4 separate regions of the Mus musculus genome follow, and regions 1, 2 and 4 are each linked to region 3. Evidence: chromatin contacts called from public Hi-C and promoter capture Hi-C data. All regions are on one chromosome and are shown on one strand. Each heading gives the region's core, a stretch centred on a gene start, on an enhancer-like site or on the middle of the called end of the contact. The rest is flanking DNA. Distances are from core to core; before and after follow the strand shown.

Evidence for each region. Promoter capture Hi-C pulls out the DNA fragments that hold promoters and counts their contacts. A called contact is a pair of places that touch in the nucleus more often than the background predicts.
Region 1: a promoter capture Hi-C map of pre-B cells shows a contact between it and region 3. The contact joins the promoter of C9orf72 here to the promoter of Ripk2 in region 3.
Region 2: a promoter capture Hi-C map of pre-B cells shows a contact between it and region 3. The contact joins the promoter of Manea here to the promoter of Ripk2 in region 3. A contact is called at or near these places in 1 of 39 promoter capture datasets (pre-B cells) and 1 of 484 Hi-C or Micro-C datasets (CD4 T cells).
Region 4: a Hi-C map of B cells shows a contact between it and region 3, with 5 read pairs. The contact joins the promoter of Rps20 here to the promoter of Ripk2 in region 3. A contact is called at or near these places in 2 of 39 promoter capture datasets (cranial neural crest and pre-B cells) and 3 of 484 Hi-C or Micro-C datasets (B cells, CD4 T cells and muscle stem cells).

What each region holds. Positions count from the first base shown.
Region 1 is chr4:35,224,447-35,227,146 of GRCm38.p6, forward strand. It overlaps C9orf72 (C9orf72, member of C9orf72-SMCR8 complex), which reads right to left and starts at 1,390. Exons shown (of 11, transcript NM_001081343.2): 1 at 1,342-1,390.
Region 2 is chr4:26,345,334-26,348,033 of GRCm38.p6, forward strand. Manea (mannosidase, endo-alpha) reads right to left here and starts at 1,319. Exons shown (of 5, transcript NM_172865.2): 1 at 1,264-1,319.
Region 3 is chr4:16,162,218-16,164,917 of GRCm38.p6, forward strand. Ripk2 (receptor (TNFRSF)-interacting serine-threonine kinase 2) reads right to left here and starts at 1,426. Exons shown (of 11, transcript NM_138952.4): 1 at 1,007-1,426. The coding sequence starts at 1,179. A530072M11Rik (RIKEN cDNA gene A530072M11) reads left to right here and starts at 1,893. Exons shown (of 7, transcript NR_045765.2): 1 at 1,893-1,974.
Region 4 is chr4:3,834,263-3,836,962 of GRCm38.p6, forward strand. It overlaps Rps20 (ribosomal protein S20), which reads right to left and starts at 1,393. Exons shown (of 4, transcript NM_026147.6): 1 at 1,222-1,393; 2 at 930-1,029; 3 at 674-747; 4 at 1-421. The coding sequence starts at 1,224. The coding sequence ends at 239. It overlaps Gm32823 (a long non-coding RNA gene), which reads left to right and starts at 1,387. Exons shown (of 5, transcript XR_881078.2): 1 at 1,387-1,672; 2 at 2,421-2,613. LOC115490074 (a small nucleolar RNA gene) reads right to left here and starts at 884; the gene lies at 817-884.

The sequences.
Region 1 (2,700 bases), core at 140-2,639, about 19 Mb after region 3:
CAAGGTACCAAGGTGCCTGCGTTCAGGTGAATCTTGTTTTGCTTAACAGGGGTGAAGTACAGTAAGTTACTTTGAAACACAAAGCGATCACATTCACAGGACTTTTACAGAGCAGCTGCAATGGCTCGACTTTATTATCAGTTATTTGTAATCTCTTATTGTGCCTACTTTCTAAACTTTAACATCTGTGTATGAAATGTAATGAAGGGAAAACACCTATATCCACACGATGGGTGTATGTAGGCGTTTCCTGAGATTTCAGGCTATACTGGGGGCCTCCTGGAATGTCCTCTTTAACTGAGGGGACGCTTACTATATTTCAAATATTCTGATTCCATATTATTAACATAATCTCAATCTCTTTCCTCCTCCTCTTCCTCCTTCTTCCTTCCTTTCTCTCTCTCTCTCTCTCTCTCTCTCCCCCCCCCCTCTCTCTCTCATATTTTAAGTTTTCCAAGTGGACTAACGATTCTATCTTAAAGTATTTTCCAGTCCCTTTTGGGCCCTTAATATAAAGTAAAAGTACTACTGAGACAGACTGTGTACCCGTTTTTCTCAACTGGTGACGAACGGGAACAGTGTAACAAGAAATTTATCCATCTGCCGGGACAAAACTCTACAAGAGCCTAATAGTCCCCACACCAGAAAGCGCAACCAATCCCTCCCAGGCAAATGCACTCCTGGCCAGACAGACCCTGTGTGGACAGACTTAATCAGTGCACTTCTCTCTCTGCAACTGATTACCATCAGTCAAGTGATGCCCAAGTCACAATGGTCACTTCCTTTAATAAGTCTGTACAACCGCGGAGCTGTGAGGCAACCAGGTCACGTCCCACAGAACTGGGGAACAACCTGGTAAGAGTAGCAGCCCATGTAAGTGGGCATCCGCACTCCTTGCAAACTTCTGCGAAATCCTGCCTGCGTGTTGTTCTGTCCGTCCTTACTCCATCCCACCGGCGCTTTCTCCTCCCGGGCGGGGACCCTCGGGAGACCTGACTGGGTCGCAGGACCCACCAGCTGTCGCCGGGCCAGGCCCCTGGGGCCCAGGCTTGTGGCGGTGGGGGCCGCGCTCGCCGTACTCCCGGAGGGTTCCCTCAAGGGCCCGGGAGACGCTCCGGGTCGGGATCGGGGAGCGCGGGCGGACAGCAAAGATGAGGCCCATCCCCATCCCCTCCGCACCGCCGCGGCCCCCGCAACTCCTGCAAGGCCAAGGGCTCTTTCGCCCGGGGGACAGGGAGGAGTTCACCTCGAAGGAGAAAAAAACCCCGCTGGTACCCGGAGCCGGCCGGCCCGCGAGCCGACCGTGGCAGCAGCCCCCCTCCGCCCGCGCGTCTCACTCACCCACTCGCCGCTGCTGCGCCTTCACCGCCGGCGCAGGGACCGCAACCGCAGCCCGCTCCGGGCCCCGCCCCGGGACCGCCCCGCCCCGGACACGCCCCCAGGCCCGCCCAGTCGCAGTCCCGCCCCCAGTCCACAGCAGACCCAGAATCTGCAGGGCTCCCCGGTGCGGATCTCTGCAGTCTTGTTTCCTTCTTTTGTCCTTGGTCACCGTTGTGGAGTTAAGTTGCGAGCTGAGGCAACCAAAACGCACCTCCCTCGCACACCCTCCCTGGACTGTCTAGACACCACTTTCCACCTAGAAGGAAAGGGCAATTGGGATGGCTGTCACTACAAACGCCATCTTTCACGTGGGCGGAACTCGTCTCTGCTTGACGCGCCGCGGTTCCCTCGTGGGACTCCGTAAGTTCCGGGTTGGCGCTTTCACTTTGCTTTGCCAGCCTTGAGATGCCAGTGGCAGCTGGCCAGGCGGAGGCTGTCATGGGCTTTGTAGCTTTTCTTCCAAGAGCCGCTCAGGAAAAGCATGGGCAGAGCTGAGCTCAACCTAGATAGATAGTGTCACCTGCGTTATCTATCTAGGTTACGAAGCGTAGTTTGTGGTTGTAAGTAGTTTTGCTTTGTTTTGTTTGGGAGTTGGCAGGTAGTGGGTGCTCAACAAATATTTAGTGAGTGAGTGGATTTCCTTTGGTCCCTATGACACGGTTAAATGCCGTAAGTCTGCGTGCACACTGTACGTGTTCACTCCGCAACAAGCACAATGATTCCCCCACCCTCTGTGCGTAGTCACCGTGTTTTCTTCTAAACGTCATTTTTGCCAAATAGCACAGTGCACTTTGTTTTTTAACCTTTGGGAAAAGAACACCATGACGTCTGATTTATTGATTGATTGATTGGTTTGTAACTGTATTGTGGCTTTTCACTACAGATGAGTAGTGTTTATTATTTTCCAGCAACTTTTCATCATTTATAGGGAAAAGAAAGGCATTAATAACAGAATACCTATCAATACCACCTTCGGTAAAAATAGAACTCTCACCAGGTATTGTATGCTTTTTTTTTTTTTTTTTTTTTTTTTTTTTTTTTTTTTTACCTAGCAGTTGTCATTCTATCAAGTTCTTACAGTGTTTTGTACCGTGGTCTTCAGATGTATATCTCATAAATGAAGTATACATCTGAGAGTTAAAAATACATCCAGACACACAGAAATAGCATAGGACCATGTTTGGAAGGCTAGGGTTAAGAGTGCGATGCTGTAGTCAAAGTGGGTGAGTTTGCAGGTAAGGAAGGCAGCTGAGTGAGGCCAGTCAGCTAATCCACAACACGAGGAATAGACGTTTATACTATATCCCACACTGAAAAGCT
Region 2 (2,700 bases), core at 69-2,568, about 10 Mb after region 3:
TCTGAAACCATGCTAATTTTATGTTGTGAAAGTCAAGTGATTTCGAATGAATAGTACTACATACTCCTCAAGCAGCTAAGAGATCTAAATAACCCTGAAGCCGAATGTTGTGGATTGTTTTAAATGCATTTGCTCATATTATATAGCTCAGGAAAATGCAGATTCCATTTTAAAGTTATAATTAAATTATAAAGATTCTTCCTGTTTTATTTCATTCTGTTGATGCTATTTTCTTCTAATTTTATGCTAGAGGAAGTACCTACAGTTAGATACAGCTAACGCTCAGAACACACATCTAAAACTTTCAGAATCTTGCTCAGGTCAAAGTGTGGGTAATCTTTTGTACACAAGTTCTGTCCGGCATAATCTCATTTTCCATTTTTATCTTCACAACCGTCTATGAAACAGAACTTCATGTTACAGGTGATGAAACTGAGCAGAGAACTTTTTCCAAGATTTTGGGCTAGTAAACAGCTGAGCACCCTACAAAGGCAAAACACTGTACTGGACCTTAGGTTCCTGGCTCCAGCCTGCCCTGAGCGGCCTCAAGTAGAGAAGTCATACTACAATGACATTTTTTCACTGTGGAAGGTGACTTAACAATGGTTCCCTCGCCTTCCGCTGTAGCTCACACTTAAGGAGAAGGCAGCTAGCTCATTGTGTTTATTTTCTGACCACATACTCAACTCATTGCTTATTATAGGAATAAGAGCAGCAGCTTTGTAAGTGTAACTAACCTGAAATAGTTTCACCAAAACCTACAGTAGTTCTGCATTTTTTTTTTCTTCCAAGCTGCAGCCCACACATTGCAATGCGATCAGACCAACCACTCTCATTTGTCTTTCTAAGCTCATTCCAGACCCACAACAACGCTCACGAAAGCCTCCTTGTAAGCCATTTTCAGTACTTCTCCCACTATATTATCCGTTTATGTCTTTGACAACAACAAAACAAAAGTTTTAAGCTCCGGTCCTCGCCAACTTGTTCCTCCGCAGACAGAAAAGGAGACGGCCACCCTGAAGGGACAGTGGAAAAGGCAGAGCCCGGCCAGTTAAAGGAGAACAGAACAAAGACCCCGGAGGAGGACGCACTTGTCCTGGCGGCCTTCGGGGTCGTAAGCTGGGCTAGGAGACGGCCGGGCGACCGCCAGGGGCCTCCGCTCGCAGGTTCGGGGCTCAGGACCGAGTGGTGATGAACCACCTCAGGGCCAACTCGGGCATCCAGGCAGACAAGGACGGGCTCAGGCGCGGTGCGGACACTAACCTAGCGGCGGGGACCGGCGCGGAACCGGGCTGCTGGGCTGAGCGCGACTGGATTCCTAGAGGCCCGGGGTCAAAGGGCGTCGCAGGCAGGCGGCCCACGATTGGCTGGCGGGCGAGCGCGCAGGGGTTAGCTGCGGAGTCCCTGTGGGTCTCAGTTCCGGGGCCTCACAATTGCTCACCGGGGTCTGGGACCCTGCCTCCGCGTGGACCCACCGGATAAGAGAAAGAACCGTGAATCCTACCAGGGCTGACAGCTCTTGCGGCCGCACCGCTACCCCTCCCAGGTCCCGCCTCCTAAAGGACAGCGCGGGGCGTGGCTCCAGGGGTTGAATCTCCGAGAAGGCGGGGCTTCTGGGCGGACCTAAGCGGGCGGGGCTTTCGGGGAGAGGCTCCGAGTCCCCTAGCTTGTCCTGGAGTCTACTGCAGGGTCATGGTGGAGGAAACTACATTAAGTCAGACAGTATCCCTTAATTGCTCCAAGGAGAAATGAAAGTTCTTTTACACTTTTGCCTCTCAAGATAAGCCAAGACTCTCTGATAGAGACCAGATGTGTTTTGTTTTTCACTTTTAAAAAATCCTTTTAAATGTTACTCAGATTTATAATACATTGGGTATTTCCAAAGTTTTAAAGTTGAAAACGTGTTTTAGTTTATCAAACAGTTATTGGCAAGTCAGAAGTAGACAGACAGATATATTAAACTTCCACAAGTATACTAGGAATCAATACAATTGTACAATACAATTGTGTAATTGTACAATTACAGTAGAAAGAGAATAAGTCAGAAGCAAAAAAAAAAAAAAAAAAAAAATTGCAGCAGAGGCGAGGCTGCATCTGGGGTTTCCATCTTACATCAGCCTCACATACCAAGAGGATTCTATGTTTTGTTTTTGTTGCATGGTAACAAGGCAATCTTGACTCAAGGGGTAGAACTTTCAGATGTGATGTTGTGAAAAGTATTGTAAAGGCTTCCCTTTAAAAAACTACCGGATTATAAAAGAGATTTGAAATATACATGTAAATAATGAAAGAAAATACCCTAGTGATGGCTGCAAAAGCTTAAGGCAAAGAGTCTTGTTTCACTATCACCATTAAGCAGTATATTGTGTTCTTAAATATCTTGCTCTTTTAAAAGTAGGATTTTGAAAATATGTAGTTTCCTAAAAATCCTATCTTCCTGGCTTTGCATATTAAATAAGTGAAATATTTTCTGATTTTCCATGCAAACATGTTTGCTACACATTTATGATTTGAAATTCCTAAACATACAATCTATTTTGCATCAACTAGTTTGCTTCATCATTATAAAAACTGTCTTTTAATGTTTTCCCCAAAATGTCATCAAATTGAATTTCCTTTAAGTTATGTGTTCCCCTCCATCCTGAAGATATCCGCCTGTTCACATCCCTCTGGCTATTAGGCTTACTGGAAAAATGACTG
Region 3 (2,700 bases), core at 176-2,675:
ACCAATAGGGCCGCTATGATCTCTGTATTTTCACACTAGATCCAGCAGGAGAAGAGGCCTGTAGCCACCAAGGTTAGCAAGTGCACTAAGAACTGAATGAAGGTCTAGTTCAATTTCTGATGGAAGTGAAACACACAAGAGTTCTGACTAGATCCATTGACTAACACATACAGCCACAGATCTATGGTATTTAGTTGTAATGTTTTCCTAGAAACAGAAACCAACGCTTTTTTTTTTTCTTTCTTCTGAATATGTGGGAGCTGGACACAAATAATACCAGGGCAAGGGATGGTCAAAACTTTTATTCTTCACAAATTTTGACCATTTAATAGCTTTTGATTCATTTTACTGTTACAAAAAACATTGCACACTTCCTTTGGGGACTTCCAAGGCAAGAGCTCGAATAACAACTGGTAATGTAGAATTTGATAACTGAACTTCATGAGGGCACGTAATAAACCACAAAGAAAACAAAACCAACCAAATCAAACCAAACCAAGCCATAATATGCAGGCTCAGGAGCAGGAGTGAAACACACATAAAACCCTAGAAAAATATTTTGACGTTTAATCAATATAAAAACACCGGTATAGTATTATTATTTTTCTTTTTAGTGCTAAATGCTCAAACTCCGGTGTGTATTTTGCAGTCACTGCGTACTTCATTTCCAAGAGCAGTTTTTAGAGTTCCACAGCTCTTACCGCTAACAGCTAGCTAAAACAAAGCAAAGCCCACAAGCACTGTACCAACACACGTCGGGTTCAATAAACAGGGTTTTAGAGGTGGCCGTGATTGCAGGTTTTTGGAGAGTGGGAACACCTCGGGTGGGAGGAGAGGCAGGGCGAGTTGCAAAGTCTGACGCACGTCCAGGATGGTTTCTCCCTTGGATCAGGTTAGCCCAAGGACTTAAGGACTCGCCGCGGCGGAGCCGGCGCATCGCCATAGTGCGGCCGGTCTGTGGACCACCCAGCCCGCGTCTGTGTGGGGCCCCGCGCCGGCGCCCTACCTGTCGAGCAGCGGCGTGTGGATGTGTAGGTGCTTCACTGCCACCCGCACGCGCCAGTCTGCGTGTCGTGCCGACGAGACCGTGCCAGAGGCGCCCCGGCTGAGGTAGTGCAGGTCGGCGAGCTTGTGGTACGGGATGGGGGGTAGCGCGCTGCAGATGGCGTCCCCGTTCATGGCTCCGGCTGCGCGGCGGCTCCGCCCGACCCTGGCCGCGGCGCTAGGTCCCGGGGCGGCCCATTCCCGCGTGGCCGCTGCAGTTCCGGCCCGGTCAGCTGTGCCAGGGAGCCCGTCGGGTCTGCGGCCGCGCCGGGGTGGACCGTCCTCCTCCCTCCTCCTGGACTCGGCGGGCTCCTCCCTCCGCCGGCCCTCCCTGGGCGGGCTCCTACCTTCACCAACTCCTCAGCCCCTGCCTCCTACCCCTGGCTTCTCCCTCCGCCGGCTCCTCCCTCCGCCGGCTCCTCCCTCCGCCGGCTCCTCCCTCCGCCGGCTCCTCCCTCCGCGGTCTCCTCCCTCTGCCGGCTCCTCCCTCTGCAATCTCCTCTCTCTGTGAGCTCCTCCCTCTGCCAGCTCCTCCCTCCGCCGGCTCCTCCCTCTGCCAGCTCCTCCCTCCGCCGGCTCCGCCCTCCGCCGGCTCCTCCTTCTGCCAGCTCCTCCCTCCGTCGGCTCCGCCCTCCCCCAGCTCCTCCCTCCGCCGGCTCCTCCTCCGCCCGCTCTTCTGTCCTCTGGCTCCTCCTTCCGCCGGCCCCTCCCTCTGTAATCTCCCATCTTTGCGGGCTCCTCCCTCTGCCGGCTCCTCCCTCTGCAAGCTCCCCTCTCTGCGGGCTCCTCCCTCTGCCGGCTCCTCCCTCTGCAGATCATGGGCGTGTCTCAGAGGCCTCCCTCCCCCCACAAGCCGGGTGGACATCGCTGAGGCTTGGAAAAGATTTCCTCCGGGGAAAATCCCTCCGGAGTTCTCCAGTCTGGTGTCAGGTGGGTCGGCTGGATTTTCCTTTGGCCCGAGTGTCTTCCTTAGACTCCAAACCCTGGACGTGATAGGGTGTGGGGTGACTACTGCTGGGGAGCCTGGTGCCCCACTTCCTGAGCTGTAAACCATCTGGTTGCTTCCACTCCAGTCTTTACTCAGTGGCTGCCACTTGTGAGAAGTGAGGTAGAGAGGCTAGCGCTGTCAGTGTGACAAATTGAGGTGTTTAGCTTATATGACTTGCTCCCTTACCAGGAAACGGTTTCTTCTTTTATTCCTCAAAGCCTACTCACAAATAGAAATATAAAACCATTTCTTGTGTTTGGGAAGTCTTCCATCCAAAAAGAAAAACAAAGGCAAAAACAAACAAAACCAAACAACCAAAATCCAGCACTATTTCATCTTTTTACTGTAAACACCTTTCTACTTAGATAACTGTTCAGTACGATGTTTGGCGCAAATATCTCATATTTGTGAGCGATATAGTTCCACGATCCTACACGCACCAGGATACTACAATCTGTAATTGTCCCTTATATTATTAGTGTAATATATATAACACCGACATTTCCTTCCCTATACTCTAGTTCTTAATAGTTTTTTACAAGTCTACATTCTAAGATTATGTTTTCTTGGGCTGGAGTCATGGGTAAGCCGTTAAGAGGGCTTGTTCTTCCAGAGGATCTGAGGTTTGTTATCAGTACTCGAATCTAGTAGCTCACAGCTGCCTGCTC
Region 4 (2,700 bases), core at 143-2,642, about 12 Mb before region 3:
AATCTGTTAGCACACCTTCATTTTTAAAAGCAGTTTAATGCTTCAGTACTTGCTCAGTGGTTAAGGAACCTGTTCTCTCCGAGGATGCAGGTTGGGTTTCCAGCACCTACATGGTGGTTCAAAGAACATCTGACACCCCTGTGACACACACATTTACACTCATAAACATGAATTAAAAAAAAAAAACCTGAACAAAAGCCAGCAAAATTTGACCATTAAGACGATTTATTCAGTTGTCTTAGGCATCTGCAATGGTGACTTCAACCTCAACTCCCGGCTCAATACTGATGGAAGTAATCTGCTTAACAATCTCAGAAGGACTATGTAAATCAATGAGTCGCTTGTGGATCCTCATCTGGAATCGATCCCAGGTCTTGGAACCTTCACCACAAGGTGTTTTTCTGGTAGTGATTCTCAAAGTCTGCAATAAAACAAAATTAGTCCATTTCTGAACCATTTTCTCTGTATGTTAACAGGTTTCAGCAACCTTTACTAGAGAGTTTTGGAGTTTGCTTTAAGAAAGGTATCATACTCAATCGCCACCAGACATTTGGCCCCTAATAACTTGTATTCTTAGGAATGTAAATTTAATCTCTGAATTTATTTGGCAATCAAACTCTGACCTTCCCCCTCCCCACCAGTCTACCAGTACTCGAGTCTACCTGTCCCTTACCTTGGTAGGCATGCGCACCGGTCCTTTCACTTTCAGATTCTTTTCCTTGGCGCCTCTGATCAAGTCCGCACAAACTGCGGGTTAAGAAAGCATGGTCTTTCAGTTAACTCAGAATGACTCGAGGCGTTTTAAACAAGTTCGCCTATCGGCTCAGAATAGCGTATAAGAAATATCACTATAACTCAATACGGTTGGTATCTCCTCATCGCCGACCGCGCCCCAGCGATCACCAAGCCACCCCGAGCATCGTACTGACCCTTCTCCAGCGACTTCACGTTGCGGCTGGTGAGCGTGATTCGAATTCGGTGAATCGCCACTTCGGGCTCCACGGGCGTCTTTCCGGTATCTTTAAATGCCTGTTATCACCCAGGCGGGAAAAACAAACAGCGACCCGTAAGTGGAGGCCCACTCCTACACAACCGCCATGAGGACCCTCTCCCGGGCCCTCGCCGCGGCGGGAGCCCTCTCCCGGGCTCTGCGCTCCCGGCGCCCCAGCAAGTCGAGCCCCGCCGACGCCCCAGGCCGCGTGGCGACGCCCCCCACCTCACCATGGCTGAGGCGCGGCTTCCTGACCGACTTGTTCCTCAGCAGGAGCGAACAGCGGTGAGTCAGGACGGAGCAGGCTGGCCGAGCTCCGTAGCGCGCACCGCCGGGGCTCAGAAAGGAGGGGCCGGACGGCGCCGGGCGCTTATAAAGCACGTGCGCATCCGGGTGCTTTGTGACCCGGAACAGGAACCGCCCCGCCCGCGAAGAGGTCGCCGTGGGGGAGGCCGGGCTGCGTCCCCGCCTAGTTGGCGGGAAAGGCGAGGACGCGCGCGCGCCCTCTGGCCTCTCGGCGGAGTCCCTGTCCTGACTCGGAGGACAGACGAAGCTGGAGCGGAGAAAACTCATGCCAGGTGCTCTCTGCACAAGCACCTACGGTCTTTACAGTGCGAAATATGCTTCGCATGCATACTCGATCAGCTTGCTTTTGTCTGACAAGGGAAGAGTTGTTTTGAGGTTAGCTGACACGGACCTTGGGGAAGAATGATCGTGACAGGGCATTTATTTACTTGGTGCTGAAGACAGAAGTCAGGGCTTAGCAGGAAAACGCACTCCATCCATGAGCTGACACCCTGAGTTCAATCTTGTGAATCCTTGTAGAAGGAGATAGTGGTTTTCGGAAACTTGTCTTCTGACGAGAGCTGTGGCACCCCCCCCACACACACACACACCCCACCTCCCCCCCACCCCCCATTAATTACTAAGCTTATATTCTAAAAATTATTCGGAAACTGCTTTTCGGAGCTGAAATGCCCTTTTGTGATATTTTGGCTTTGGGCTTCCAGGAATATTGGAAACGTCTATATCTGCTGGAAACCCAGGTTTAGCTTCAGTTAGTTCAATTAAGTGAAGGCAGAACTCTAGTCCCAGTGCTCTGTGGGGTCACAGGGCATTGTACCTGCAGCCTGGCCTGGAACCCATCTACCCAGTTTTAATATTCTCTTCTCTATGTTGCGATGGAGCTCCGTTCTGCTATGTTATGATGGCTGAGACCTCCGGGGACTCCTTAGAACGGAGCAGTTGTTCATAATAAAATTAGTGTCTGCGTACAGCAGAAAGAAAGCCAAATGTCCTCAGGTCAAATGTCCTAGGACGCAGAGGATGGTGCAGATTAATCTACACTACCCACTGCGCAAGGTCAAATAGAATGTAAGCCTGGAGGTGGGTTACAGACAACACAGGAGGAAATAACATTATTTTGTAGGTGAAAGTTACTTGCTCCGAGTTGCCAAACCCAGAGCACTGATTCCCCTCCAAGGAGAACTCCCTAAGCCATGTTCTTCTGAGCTTTGGGAGCGCCAGCACCGATTCACTTGCTTGGTCGGGATTCGACCTAACTAGGAACTGGCTTTCTGACTCACAGTGTACATGAAGTTTTGCTGTCATTGAACAATTAGGTAAGTGTTAAAGTTAGGGGAGTTTTCGAGTTCAATTATTTTTAAATATAATCCATTGACCTCTTAGACTACTAGTAGACTTAACAT